Regions from separate parts of the Macaca mulatta genome. Here region 1 is linked to region 2. A link is a contact called in public Hi-C data. All regions are on one chromosome and are shown on one strand. Each heading gives the region's core, a stretch centred on a gene start, on an enhancer-like site or on the middle of the called end of the contact. The rest is flanking DNA. Distances are from core to core; before and after follow the strand shown. Region 1 overlaps FMNL2 (formin like 2). Region 2 holds the start of FMNL2 (formin like 2).

The links. A called contact is a pair of places that touch in the nucleus more often than the background predicts.
Region 1: a contact with region 2 is called in a Hi-C map of fetal cortex germinal zone, with 5 times the contacts expected there. The contact joins the enhancer-like site here to the promoter of FMNL2 in region 2. A contact is called at or near these places in 2 of 14 Hi-C or Micro-C datasets (fetal cortex germinal zone and fetal cortical plate).

What each region holds. Positions count from the first base shown.
Region 1 is chr12:57,555,835-57,561,834 of T2T-MMU8v2.0, forward strand. It overlaps FMNL2 (formin like 2), which reads left to right. Exons shown (of 27, transcript XM_028830704.2): 26 at 910-956; 27 at 3,267-5,292. The coding sequence ends at 3,305. Among named protein-coding and RNA genes, the nearest start is that of PRPF40A, 72 kb to the right of the region's middle. Within about 2 kb of position 3,212, at least 4 of the 40 cell types and tissues checked have an H3K27ac peak or open chromatin away from gene starts, as enhancers often do. A contact at or near this core is called in fetal cortex germinal zone, where this site is marked.
Region 2 is chr12:57,239,873-57,246,451 of T2T-MMU8v2.0, forward strand. FMNL2 (formin like 2) reads left to right here and starts at 5,158. Exons shown (of 27, transcript XM_028830704.2): 1 at 5,158-5,708. The coding sequence starts at 5,592.

The DNA of each region.
Region 1 (6,000 bases), core at 1,962-4,461, 310 kb after region 2:
TAGATATAGGCAATTCATAGCTTTATGACACCCTACCTTAGTAGGCCACCTCTATTCCTTCTGAATGTCATGCCCATGTTCAACTATCAGTAATTCCATGTTGGAGCAAAGCTGTGAGGCAGGACATGAATACAAAGGCTTCGGCGCTCCCACTGTCTTATCTCATTCACACATCTTCACTGTTCCATGTCAAACCCAGGCTATACCTTCTGTGATCAGATCATATCTTGACCTGCTGCTTTAGTCAGGATGGTGGCACCAGAAATATTAACAGCAAATATCATTGGAAAATGCCACTGTTTTTAAGTTGGGTTGGGGGGGAAATGATCAAACTTTTCAAAGTAACTTCCTGGGCTTAGTTCTTGATGCCTAATAAGAAACGAACTTCTCTTCAGTGTCTAGTTGATTAGAAAAGAGACAAGGGAAGCACATACTCTTAATTGGACATAGCCATTGACTCCTGTGCTGAGATTGACATGGAATTGGGTGTTTATTTTGTGGCATAACTATTCTATGAATTGCATTTATGTATGTTCTTCTATCTCTGATAGCAAAGGACATAGAGTGTCATTGCCTGCTCTGCAGTGTACTTACCCACCAGTGCTTATTAACAGGCTAGAAAACTTGTCATCTGCTTGGCTGATGTTTGTATCAGTTTTGCTGCTGGACTGTATCTTTCTGGAGCCAATCTTCAAAGCAGCTTGGAACTGGGTGGTCAGAGAGCTGGGTGGGAAGATGCACTCGTCCTTCCCTTATTTGATCTAACACTTCTTGTAGTAATGGCCTTCCATTCTCTTCCTCTGTTGGCTAACATGCCTGGGAATGTTGAGCACTAAGTTGAGTTGCTTTCCATTTTCATCCCATTTTTTCTTAACCATCATTTTGTGTTTTTGTTTTTTTTCTGTTTAGCCTTAAAGAAGAATAATATCACTAAATTTCCAAATGTTCACTCGAGGGTAAGGATTTCTTCTAGCACACCGGTGGTGGAGGATACACAGAGCTGGCAAGCATCACTTTTTACTTAGCTTCCTCCTCTCTCTGTATGCAGATCAATGGTTTCAATCTATGGCTGAGGGTAATACTGGTGAGAATCTGACCAGGGAGTTTTTGTACCTCACATTCCAATGATGCAGGGATTGAGCCTCTCTATTGGACTCTTTCTCAGCCTGCTTTTAACTTCTCAAGTGTGATGGCTTGGGCAAGGGTATTTGCTGATTATTATATTTGCTTTGAGTGCTGGGCTGTCCTTCCTTTACCCCCGTCTTGGCCTTTGAGTTACTCAGTTAAACCCATTTTGATCTGAAGCGACTGAAAGCAGGTCCTGGCCAGGGAATATGAACTAAAGCCTTTGAAGGATTAAGATCTTTAGAACAATTGCTCGGTTGAAGAACCACAGAGCTGCATATGAGGCAAAAGTGTAATTCTGGCCTTCCATTGCCAGTGTGGGATAGGAAGCAGAGGCTTGAGAGGACTCGGGTATGTAAAACTATTTTTTCCTTAAATTTAAGAGTAGAGGCTGGGCACGGTGGCTCACACCTGTAATCTGTAATCCCAGCACCTTGGGAGGCCAAGGCAGGCAAATCGCTTGAGTTCAAGATCACCCTAGGCAATGAAGTGAAACCCTCGTCTCTACAAAAAAAAATACAAAAGTTAGCCAGGCATGCTGGCAAATGCCTGTAGCCCAGCTACGCGGGAGGCTGAGGTCCTGGGCAGATCGCTTGAGCTCAGGAAGTGGATGCTGCAGTGAGTAGATATCCACCACTATACTCCAGCCTGGGTGACAAAGACTGTCCTCCCCGCACAACCCCCCAGGAAAGAGTAGGGCAGGGTCACACAAATTCCCATGAGTCAGGGAGCCAGGAAGGTAACAGGCCTGGTAGGAACTGTGCTGAACCTAGAGCACAGATCTTAGCTCCAGCTTCGTTTTGCTGTGTAGGAGTTGGGACCCGGTTTTGCCAGATCTTCCAATTTTTCAAAATACAGAAACCCAGGTCTTTATGTTAATCACCAATTTAAACATCAGGAAACTGTATTTTAAAATGTGAGGGGGGGCACAGTGGAGCAAACATTCTGTGGGTCAAATGTGGTCCATCAGCTCCACTTTCAACTTGTTGAGTAGATAAAGGGATACAAAAGATTCAATTTGGTTTAATTCTGTTGTTTGTATTTCCCTTTCTAAAGATACCATGTATTCTAGCAGAAGTCAACAATACTAAGTTAATGAAAGGGAAGTAAATACTAATTAAACAAAACAAGAGGAAAAGTATAAAGCCTGCTTTACTTTTTGCACTATGCCCTGACTTCATCAAAGGGAGGCTGCATAGCCTAGCCTGCCGGCTAGGTTACCTGACTTACTCAAGAAAGCTTGCCTTCATACTGAGTCCTTGCATAAAATTCCTCTGCTCATCCCTTCATGCCGACAGAGCAATGCCTATTTGGACTGGTATGCGGTGATTGATTCATTCATTTAACAAGGATTTTCTTATGCAGGAGGGCCCAGACAACTTCTCCTTGCTGACATAACATAAAAAATATTAGGTGGTAGAGCTCTGTAGTCCCTGCTTCTCAGGAGGCTGAGGTGGGAGAATCACTTGAAACTAGTTCAAGTCTGGCCTAGACCATGTAACAAGACCCCATTTCTTTAAAAAAAAAAAAAAAAAAAAAAAAAAAAAAAAAAAAAAGGTGGCCGAAAAGGATGTCAGGGAATAGATTATTATGTTGGTTTAGATTTAATGGTTAATTGAACATTATTTTGTTTAAAATTTACAAAATAATAAACTTAGCTAGCTTAATGGAATGAAAATTGAGTCCCTTATCTGCAAAGTAAAAGCCTTTAGGTTCTTGTTACAACTGCAAGGATAAGATGGGACAGGACAGTCTGGTTTATTAATTTTGCAGTGTCAAATTTACTGCAATTACTGTTTATTCATTCAGGCTTCCAGAAACAAAAAAATTAAGCTACAGCTGCTTCTAATTTAAGAAACATTTCAAAATAAGACTTCAGCTAGACTCTGGCCAGTGACAGAAATAATCTGTATTTTTCTCTCAAAGTCCTAGAATCCTACCAGTATTACACCCTATTTTGTTTGATTATAAATATTGAAGGCAAATGTTTGTCTTTGATTCAATGCTCGGTGAGTTTGAAGGGCCCATTAGCTGACTTTTCTACACAAGCTGCTTTGATTGGCTGCCAGCTGGCCTTTGTCTTGCTTAGACACATGCTATTAAAGGTTGCTATTCTCTCACTGGCACTCTCCTCTTTACAGATCTTAGAAACCAACCATACAGACGAGCCGATGCGGTGAGGAGAAGCGTCAGGCGGCGCTTTGATGATCAGAACTTGCGTTCTGTTAATGGTGCCGAAATAACAATGTGAACCGGAGACCGGCCTGCATGAATACAGGGTGTGCGTGAATGAAACTGCCCACATGAACTTTAAGAAAGTGCTACCATTTAACTGCAGCCTTGAACACACAAAAAATATTCTTAAGGGCTCAGATTTAGCAAACACAAAATAATTTTAAAATGAGCTCTCCTTTCAACCCTTGTTAACAAGTGCCTAAAAATGGAAGTACCTGTTCAGATTAATCAAAGCAATAGGATTTGATTTGATTAGGTATCTTTTTACACCAGTATGTTTGTTTTTTTAACCAAAATGTAAATTTCTTATTAAACTCATTACCTGCCATTGTGATTGTCCCATGATGGCCCACCTGGTTTCCTGATGTTGTAAATAACATGAATGCATCTGCTGTGGGTCCTTTGCTGAGATGTCTTTGAAGGAATTTTGTTTTAGCCATATCCATCAACTTTGTATTTTACTTGCAACTTGGAAGAAGGAAAAAGTCACATGATGAGACTCCTTGTGTCTATAACCAGGCCCTGGCAAAGTGCAAACAGGATGCAATTGCAGTGGCACAAAGGTCACTTAACCCTTTGTTTCCAGTTTCACATTCTACTACTTCTGTGCTAGAGAACGATGCTCTGTGAGAAGCATTCACCGGTATGAATGTGGGGATATAATGTATAAGACTTATTTGTAGTACTGTGTTCTTCAGCTAGAGGCAGCTTTTAAATAATGCAAGTGTATTTATTAGCACTAAAATTAACATCTCAGTAATCAGTATTAGCATTTCTGAGGACCATTATTAATTCTGAGAACAGAAATTGGTGCCTTGCAAGGAAGAAGTTTACTAGCTCTATTAATAAGCATTCAAGGTTACATCTGCTAGCAGAGTAGTATTAGGAACCTGGCCTTATTCTCCTCTGACAATCGCAATTTTTTCTTATTTTCTGTAAATTGGAGAAGATACACTTGGCATCGTCTATCAAGGCTAACTTGTTCTTGCATTTCCCAGACTACTTACGGGGAATTGCAGTTTAAGTTGCTAAAAAGTACTAACATGGTATTAAGCTTAAATAATATGTAATGGGACTAAATGGCTCACTAAGCCACTGTTATTTTTCCTTCCTCTCTGGCAGGGCACTTGATCCATTCCAAAGTCAAAAACTGGACTGAAGCTAAATTTGTACTTTTCATAATATACATTCTGCTTCTGGCTTATCTTCTTGGTACATCAATATATTAATTGTAAAGTTTATTGTATAGTATTTAACCGCTGAAGTTCCTATTTTATGTTGTGCTTATGTGAACCCCTTGGTGAAGGTCCCTTTTCCTTGGATGTGTAGTTATATGATCTTTTTAAATGTACAGATATTTTGCTATAAAATTGGTGCAGTTTTTTATGGTTTTTACACTTCTCTTTAATTCCCACCTAAGCCTCTGGGTAATATTGTAAATATTGTTTTAAAATGCATCAGCCTATGCTATACAATCTGAATGTTATTTTAACTTATAGTTTTTTTTAATATATATATTTAACTACAAGGACAGTTTAGGGAACAAGTTACCACATTTCACTTTAGTGTACCTATTTACAGAAAGATTAAACTGCCACCTGCAGGCACATTCCCATAAATGTATACTTTAAAAAGAACATGCCAAGATTTTGTCTTTCTGTGGACTGAACATTCACTTTGATTAAAAATAGCAATTTGACCAAGTTGGACTTCCACTACAAAGCAGCTGTTTTCCAAAGTTCAATGCTGACATATATGTTAAAATAACTGCCTATTTATTCATCTACAAATAGACAACGTTGGCATGTTCTTTTCTGTTTGTCTATTAATGGGCCTGCTTCTTAGCAATATTAGAATGTTTTATAAAAGCAATTCATGTTACTTTTCTGGTCTTTTCATGGCATATGAGCAAATAAACTATTTACACTACTATTCTGTAATATGTCATAATCTTTCAATGGTACAATTTAAGGGGTTTTAGCAATATTATGTAGACTTACCTTCTAGAAACACATATATCTATCTATCTTGCTATTTGAACTCAGAATCCAAATACACTTGGTAAACTTCAGGTAGGATTCCTCCCTATGTGAAATCGTGACCACTTGCTATATAAAACATAGAAAATGGATCTTGGAAATGAAACTACATCTCCAAAATTGTATTATTTATAAACATACAGCTTCTGGGGAAACAGCACCTTTGTTTGATGAAATGCCACAACCCCCCAGCGGTCCCACCAAATGTTTCAATTAGGATGTTGTACAAATAAAGATAATAGGCTATATATGAACTGCACAGTTAACACTGCACCCAACAACCATACCAGTTGGCAAGGTGCACAAGCAGTTTGGCCCCCATTGCACAAATGGACTGACAGTTGTAAGAAAACTCCCAGTCATCAAAAGTTGATGCATAACATTTCATGTTCTTTTTATGGAAACAAGGAAAATTTTAAATTTTAGAATACCTTTCAAGTGGCTTAAATTTATAGACATATAAATTATAGTCATTTAAGGAAGTATTATAATTTATATAATTAGTGTCACAACCACCACAGCGTACTTTGCATTTGTCACACATAGCTGCTTACAGATTAAAGGCAATAATCTTTATTCCTCACAAGAAGCCTGTGAGATA
Region 2 (6,579 bases), core at 3,908-6,407:
TGGCTCATTGCAACCTACGCCTCCTGGGTTCAAGCGATTCTTCTGCCTCAGCCTCCCGAGTAGCTGGGATTACAGGTGCCTGCCACCACGCCCAGCTAATTTTTTTGTATTTTGGGTAGAGACAGGGTTTCACTATGTTGGCCAGGCTGGCCAGGCTGGCCTCAAACTCCTGAACTCAGGTGATCCACCCGCCTCAGCCTCCCAAAGTGCTGGGATTACAGGTGTGAGCCACTGCACCTGGCACTTTTTTTTCCTTTTTTTTTTTTTTTGACAGAGTCTTGCTCTGTCGCCCAGGCTGGAGTACAGTGATGTGACCTCGGCTCACTGCAACCTCCACCTCTCCCGGGTTCAAGCAATTCTGCCTTAGCCTCCTGAGTAGCTGGGACTGTAGGCATGTGTCACCACGCCTGACTTTTTTGTATTTTTAGTAGAGACGGGGTTTCACCATGTTAGCCAGGCTGGTCTCGAACTCCTGACCTCAGGCAATCTGCCCACCTTGGCCTCACAAAGTGCTGGGATTACAGGCGTGAGCCACCATGCCTGGTCTTTTTCTTTTTTCAATAGAGACAGGGTTTCTCCATGTTTCCTAGGCTGGTCTTGAACTCCTGAGCTCAGGCAATCTGGCTAATTTTTGTATTTTTAGTAGAGACAGTGTTTCACCATGTTAGCCAGATTGGTCTCCAACTCCTGACCTCAGGCAATTCACCCATCTCAGCCTCCCAAAGTGCTGGGATTACAGGCGTGAGCCACTACACCTGGCCTTTTTCTTTTTTCAATAGAGACAGGGTTTCACCATGTTTCCTAGGCTGGTCTTGAACTCCTGAGCTCAGGCAATCCACCTGCCTCGGCCTCCCAAAGTGCTGATATCACAAGCATGAGCCACCATACCTGGGCCAAAGCTGATGCATTTTATTTTGTTTTCTCAACTTACTGTAAATGGCCAGAACCTTTAGGACAATGTTGAATAAAAATGGTGAGATTGGATACTCTTGCCTTATGCCTGATTTTAGGAAGAAAGCATTTAGTCTTTGTATTCCTTGGAGTTCTCCAGAGAAACAGAAACACACACACACACACACACACACACACACACACAAAAACACACACACACAGACACATACACATAGTTGTTGGGTTTTTTTTTTTTCCTTTTGAGACAGTCTCGCTTTGTCGCCCAGGCTGGAGTTCAGTGGCACCATCTCAGCTTGCTACAACCTCCACCTCCCTGGTTCAAGTGATTCTCGTTCAGCCTCCCAAGTAGCTGGGACTATAGGCATGCACCACCATGCCAAGCTAATTTTTGCATTTTTAGTAGAGATAGGATTTCACCATGTTGGTTATCCTGGTCTCCAACACCTGACCTCAAGTGATCCGCCTTCCTCGGCCTCCCAAAGTGCTAGGATTACAGGCGTGAGCTACCATGCCTGGCCGGAGTTCATGTATTTTGAAATGCTGTTATTGAGTTTTATGTTCTTCTGATGACTTTACCTCTTTATTATTAAATAACCAGCTTTGGGTTTTTCCCTCACATGCATGTACTGATCTGTACTCAATTGAATACCGGAATGGCCACCTCTGAAGATCTCTGGAGATCTCTCTTCTTGCAGCTCCACTGGAAAAAAAAAAAAAAAAGAAAGCCCGAGATAGGTATGCATACAACTTCCTAAACACACTGTGTGTGCTCAATCCCCCAGGGTAAGAAGAGCACTGTGCATGCGGAAGGCCTACCCTAAGGGAAGAATCATGGGAGAGAGATGGGATCTCACTGTTGCCCAGGCTGGTCTCAAATTCCTGGCCTCCAGCTATCCTCCTGCCTTGGCCTCCCAAAGTGTTGGGTTTACAGGTGTGAGCCACTGTGCCAGTTTGATATTCTTTATAACAAAGCCTGCAATATTTCTTCCCATACAGAATTTTCTGAAGATAACAAAGAGGCTAATTATTAATAACTGGATGCATACTATGAGATGAGAATTATATACATTCTTCTAGACTGTCAACTTCAAACAGAATTCAGAAAACTATGCCTGTAAACCAAATCCATTCATCTGCCTACTTTTATAAATAGTTTTATCGGAATAAACTGTAAAACCATTTGCAGTTTATTTACCTACTGTCTATAGCTGCTTTTGCACTGCAAGGACGGAGTTGAGTTGATATGACATAGACCATATGGCCCTCAAAGCCTGAAGTTTTTACTATCAGTCCCTTTACAGAAAATGTGTGCTGATCCCTGACTCAGAAGATACTATATTTTGCAAATTGTAAGTACAATAAAGTGATATTTTAACCTATTATCTATGTCACGTAACAAAACTACCTTTAAAACCTAATGGCTTAAAATTTTTTTAAAATGCAAAATTAGCTGGACATGGTGGCACACACCTGTCATCCTAGCTGCTGCTAGGGAGGCTGAGGTGGAAGGATCACTTGAGCCTGGGAGGTTGAGGCTGCAGTGAGCTGTAAGTGTGCCACTCCACTCCAGCCTGGGCAGCAGAGCAAGATTAAGGTCCTATCTTAAAAAGAAAGAAGAAAAGGAAAATGTGTATTAAAACTGTACTTAGCTTCCATGGACACTGAAATGTTAGAACATTTATCTTCTATGTGCATTTCGAAGCTATGCCAGGGATGGCTTGATCAGGGATTCCTCTACAATGGTGTGATTGCTTTCAAAGAAGCTTTTCCATTATTCAGGACAGATACTTCTACAAGATCAGCTGTTTGAGGGATTGGAGCTAAGTTTTACTGGTATCTCCTCAGGTTCTAAATGTAAGGAACAGCTGTGCAGGTAAGTTCACTTAGTATCTTAGAAAGGCTAAGTGAACTTGGCCACAGAGTAGTAACTCTAAGATTTCTCCATGTTGCCCAGGCTGGTCTTAAATTCCTGGGCTCAAGCAATCCACCTACGTAGGCCTCCCAAACTGCTGAGCTTACAGGTGTGAGCCACTATGCCCGGCCCAGACATTTTCTTTTTTGCCAATATTTTGCACATGAGTTATAACAAATCATATATAATAATAATAATAAATGGAATATGCATTTTTAAATGATTGCTTGATTTTAATTTTGTGGGGAAGAGTGCTACAATTAAGGTGATATAAATGTCTTTTCTTTTCTTTCCCTCCATGCCTTCTCCCCCCAAAAAATTTCCTAAGATTTTGATGGAAGTTCTTATAGAAATTGTACAGTCCTATGGAGTATTTATTTCTCCTCTTAATAATCACAAATAACAACCAAATATTAGAGATTCCAAACATTGAAATGGCAGGAAAGTTCTTTTGGTTCATAGATTTGCACACTTTGTCCTTGGCTTCCCTCAAAGTGTGAGCTTATGAGAGAGACTAGATGTGATAAGACTTAAAGGGAGAAAAAGGTTTCTGGCAGAAATATAGCCGCAGGGAGCCATAAATGTAATCGAAAAGGCTTTCTCAACTGCAGAAAAGAATTCCAGCCTTTTTATTCAGATGGGCAACCCTCTGGGTGGGCTGATTTTGTGAGTCAATCAGATCCAAAGTATATGTCTAGAGATTACAAAGGAAATAAATACATTTGTGGGTCAGAAATGTCTCACCTGGTCCAAACTGCTTTCTTTCTCACTCATTTTCATTAGTTTGGGGTGTGTGTATATCTAAAACTCCCTGCTTTTCTCTCAGATCAGTAACACATTTGCCACTAACTTTGATACGGCATTACTTTAGAAATACAGGTTACAGTTATTCAGAATTTTAAGTTGAATTTATTTATACTCTCTCCATTCTTTAAAGACTAGAAGTGGTTTAATAGAACACACATGATGTATTTGTGTGTATTTGTGTCATATGCTTTTGGAAAAAGTCACTTGTCAATTCTGCAAATAGTTCTTGGGGTGTCTGCTATGTTTAAAGAATCTTGAAGTTTATAAAGATGAATGAAATGTCCTTGATGATTGAATCTTGGTGTACTAACTTGTCCAGAAACACTTGCTATTTACTAAAAGCATAACAACATTACCTGCATATCAAAATCACCTGGGGAGCTTGTTAAACATACACCGGCCCAGGCTCCAGCTCTCGGCTTAAGGAGATTCTGATAATACGCAGAGCTCAAGGTGTGTGTAGTTTTAACAAAAAGCTTCCCAAGTGAATCTGATACACATCTAGGATTAAGAAACACTGCTTTAAACTAAGAAAGGACTAACTGCAGAAGTTCAGCCACAAGTCAACCAGATGTATGCCCTTAACATTCACATGAGCAGTTGGCTAAAGTCTCTTATAAGGCTATTTCTATTTCCGAGGTTTCAGAATGGGTTGTTACAGTCTGAAACACACCCCAGAGGACAGAGTCAGGTCTAATCTTTTCTGTAAGACACCTTGCTCGAGACTGCTGTGAAGGAATAAGAGAGCTGCAGTCAAAGATCATCCCAAAGCCTCCCAGAACACTCTATAATTATATCCATCTCACATGAAACATGGGTGTGTAAATTTTCTCCTTCGCTAGATTGGCAAGTATTCCAGTACAGGGCAAGTCTCTTTTTTTTTCCTTCCACCAAGGAACACAATAACCCATACATAATAGGTGTTTGACAGGTGTTTTTTGTTTTTCTTTTAATTGAATTGAATCCTTACCCAGTTCCCAGGGGCTGACTATATATACCCATAAATTATACATTTGTTTATAGAACATTTCAATCACACCAAAGAACATATATATGGAAGAAAGAACGATGAACAAGCACCCATGGACCCCCCACCGCCACCCCCCCGTTTATGAAACAGGACTTTGCCAATGCTTTTGAAGTTCCTTATTGAACTAGATCTTTCAAAAACAGCAACGATTTTCTGAATTTTAATCAGAAGGCATGCATTCCTTCATTCATTGATTGGATTCCGTCATGGTCAGACCTGCCTACCAAGTGTCAACATGATATACACAATGTAGGTATTCTACTGTTGGGGTGAGGAGGGTCAAAAGTGACATAAGCTATCTCCAGAGACGTACGGATCGCCCTTGCTGCAAATGGCCCCAACTCGGCCTGGCGCTCTGGAGCGGGCGTGGTTTCTGCGCGCGGACACTTTGGGCAGAAACTACGCGTCCCGGCAGTCCTCGGGGCGAGTGGGCGGAGCCGGGCCGGGGGCGGGGGCCGGGCGAGAGGGGGCATTGTGTAGGGGAGCGCGGAGCTGCATTTGTCTGCTGGAGGTGTTAGCCGATCAGGCGCAGCCGTGGCCGGCAAGGGCTGGAAGTGTCAGAGGCGGCCGCGGGCCCGGCAGAAGGCCGAGTAGGAGGAACCACGCGTCGGGGGCCGCGATCTCTAGCAGGGGGCGGTGTGCCAGCGGAGCACCATGCACACAGGCGCCCAGCGCCCCGACTACCCCTCCCGAGGAAAAGAGGCCGGGGCCGCGCTGGGGCGGCGGAGAGCATGAGGGAGGCCGGGGGGCGGCTCGGCTTGGAGCGCTGCTAGGGAGCGGTGCGCGCCGCACACCCGCCTGGGCGCGGCGGAGGGTGGGGAGCCGGGCAGGTCGCGCCTGCAGGCGGGAGCCGACCGCCGGGAGCTGTTCTGATTTCCGACGCGCACGCTAGGGGCCCGGAGCAGCCCCCGGCCCCGGCGCGCCGCCGACATGGGCAACGCGGGGAGCATGGATTCGCAGCAGACCGATTTCAGGGCGCACAACGTGCCTTTGAAGCTGCCGATGCCCGAGCCAGGTGAACTGGAGGAGCGATTTGCCATCGTGCTGGTGAGTGCGCGGCGGCGGCCGGGCGCGGGGACCCGGGGCCCCCGGCCGGGCGGCGCAGCTGACCCCCGCCCCTCCCCTTCGCCCGGTGCCGGGAGCGAGCCTCCATTCCCGTGGGGTAGGCTCCCACTTTCCCCTTTGTGGCCCCCAGCACTCCTCTTCACCCCCCTGGCAGTCTCCCGGGCTCAGCCTCTCGGGGTCCCGTGATGGGGATGGGGGCTCCGGGCGGGCTGCCCAGCCAGCCCCGAACCCATTGTCTGGCTGGAGAGGCACCTCACGGCGCGTGTGCCCGGGAGGTGCGGCGTGGGCGTGAAGGGAAGGTGGCGCGGGCTTGGGAGGAGGAGGCGGCGAGCCGCTTAGGCTTTTTTTTTTTTTTTTTTAAACAAAACAAAACAAAAAACCCTGAGCCCCTGCGGACCATCCCTCGGGCGGCCAGCCCTGGACCTGCGAAGTCCCCGGCAGATGGGGCGCGTGTGGCCGGCCGTAGGCGCCGCGCCGGGCGATGAGCGGAGGCGAACTTGGAGGGCGGACGTCGTGGCTTGGCCAAGGGGAGCTTCCCCGAAAGGGAAAGGGGAGACCCACAGCAGTGCGGCGCCTCGGCCCTTGGAGAGGAGCAGGGGCGTCTGAAACCCAGGCTGGGGAGAACCTCAGCGCGTTCCCTCTAGACTTAAATCTTAAACCACAAAAATGTGCAGTTTTGCGGGGACGTGTTGCGAGCTGTCCTGACTGCACGGGCGACCCCTCCTCTCCTCTTGCACTCCCGGCCAGGTCCCCCGCTCCCTGCTGCATTCCGCTTCTCCCAGCTTTCCAGCTCCTCGAATCCAGGACTCTGAAAACTCCTCTCTTTCTCCCTTTCCTGCTGGGACTGTGTCTG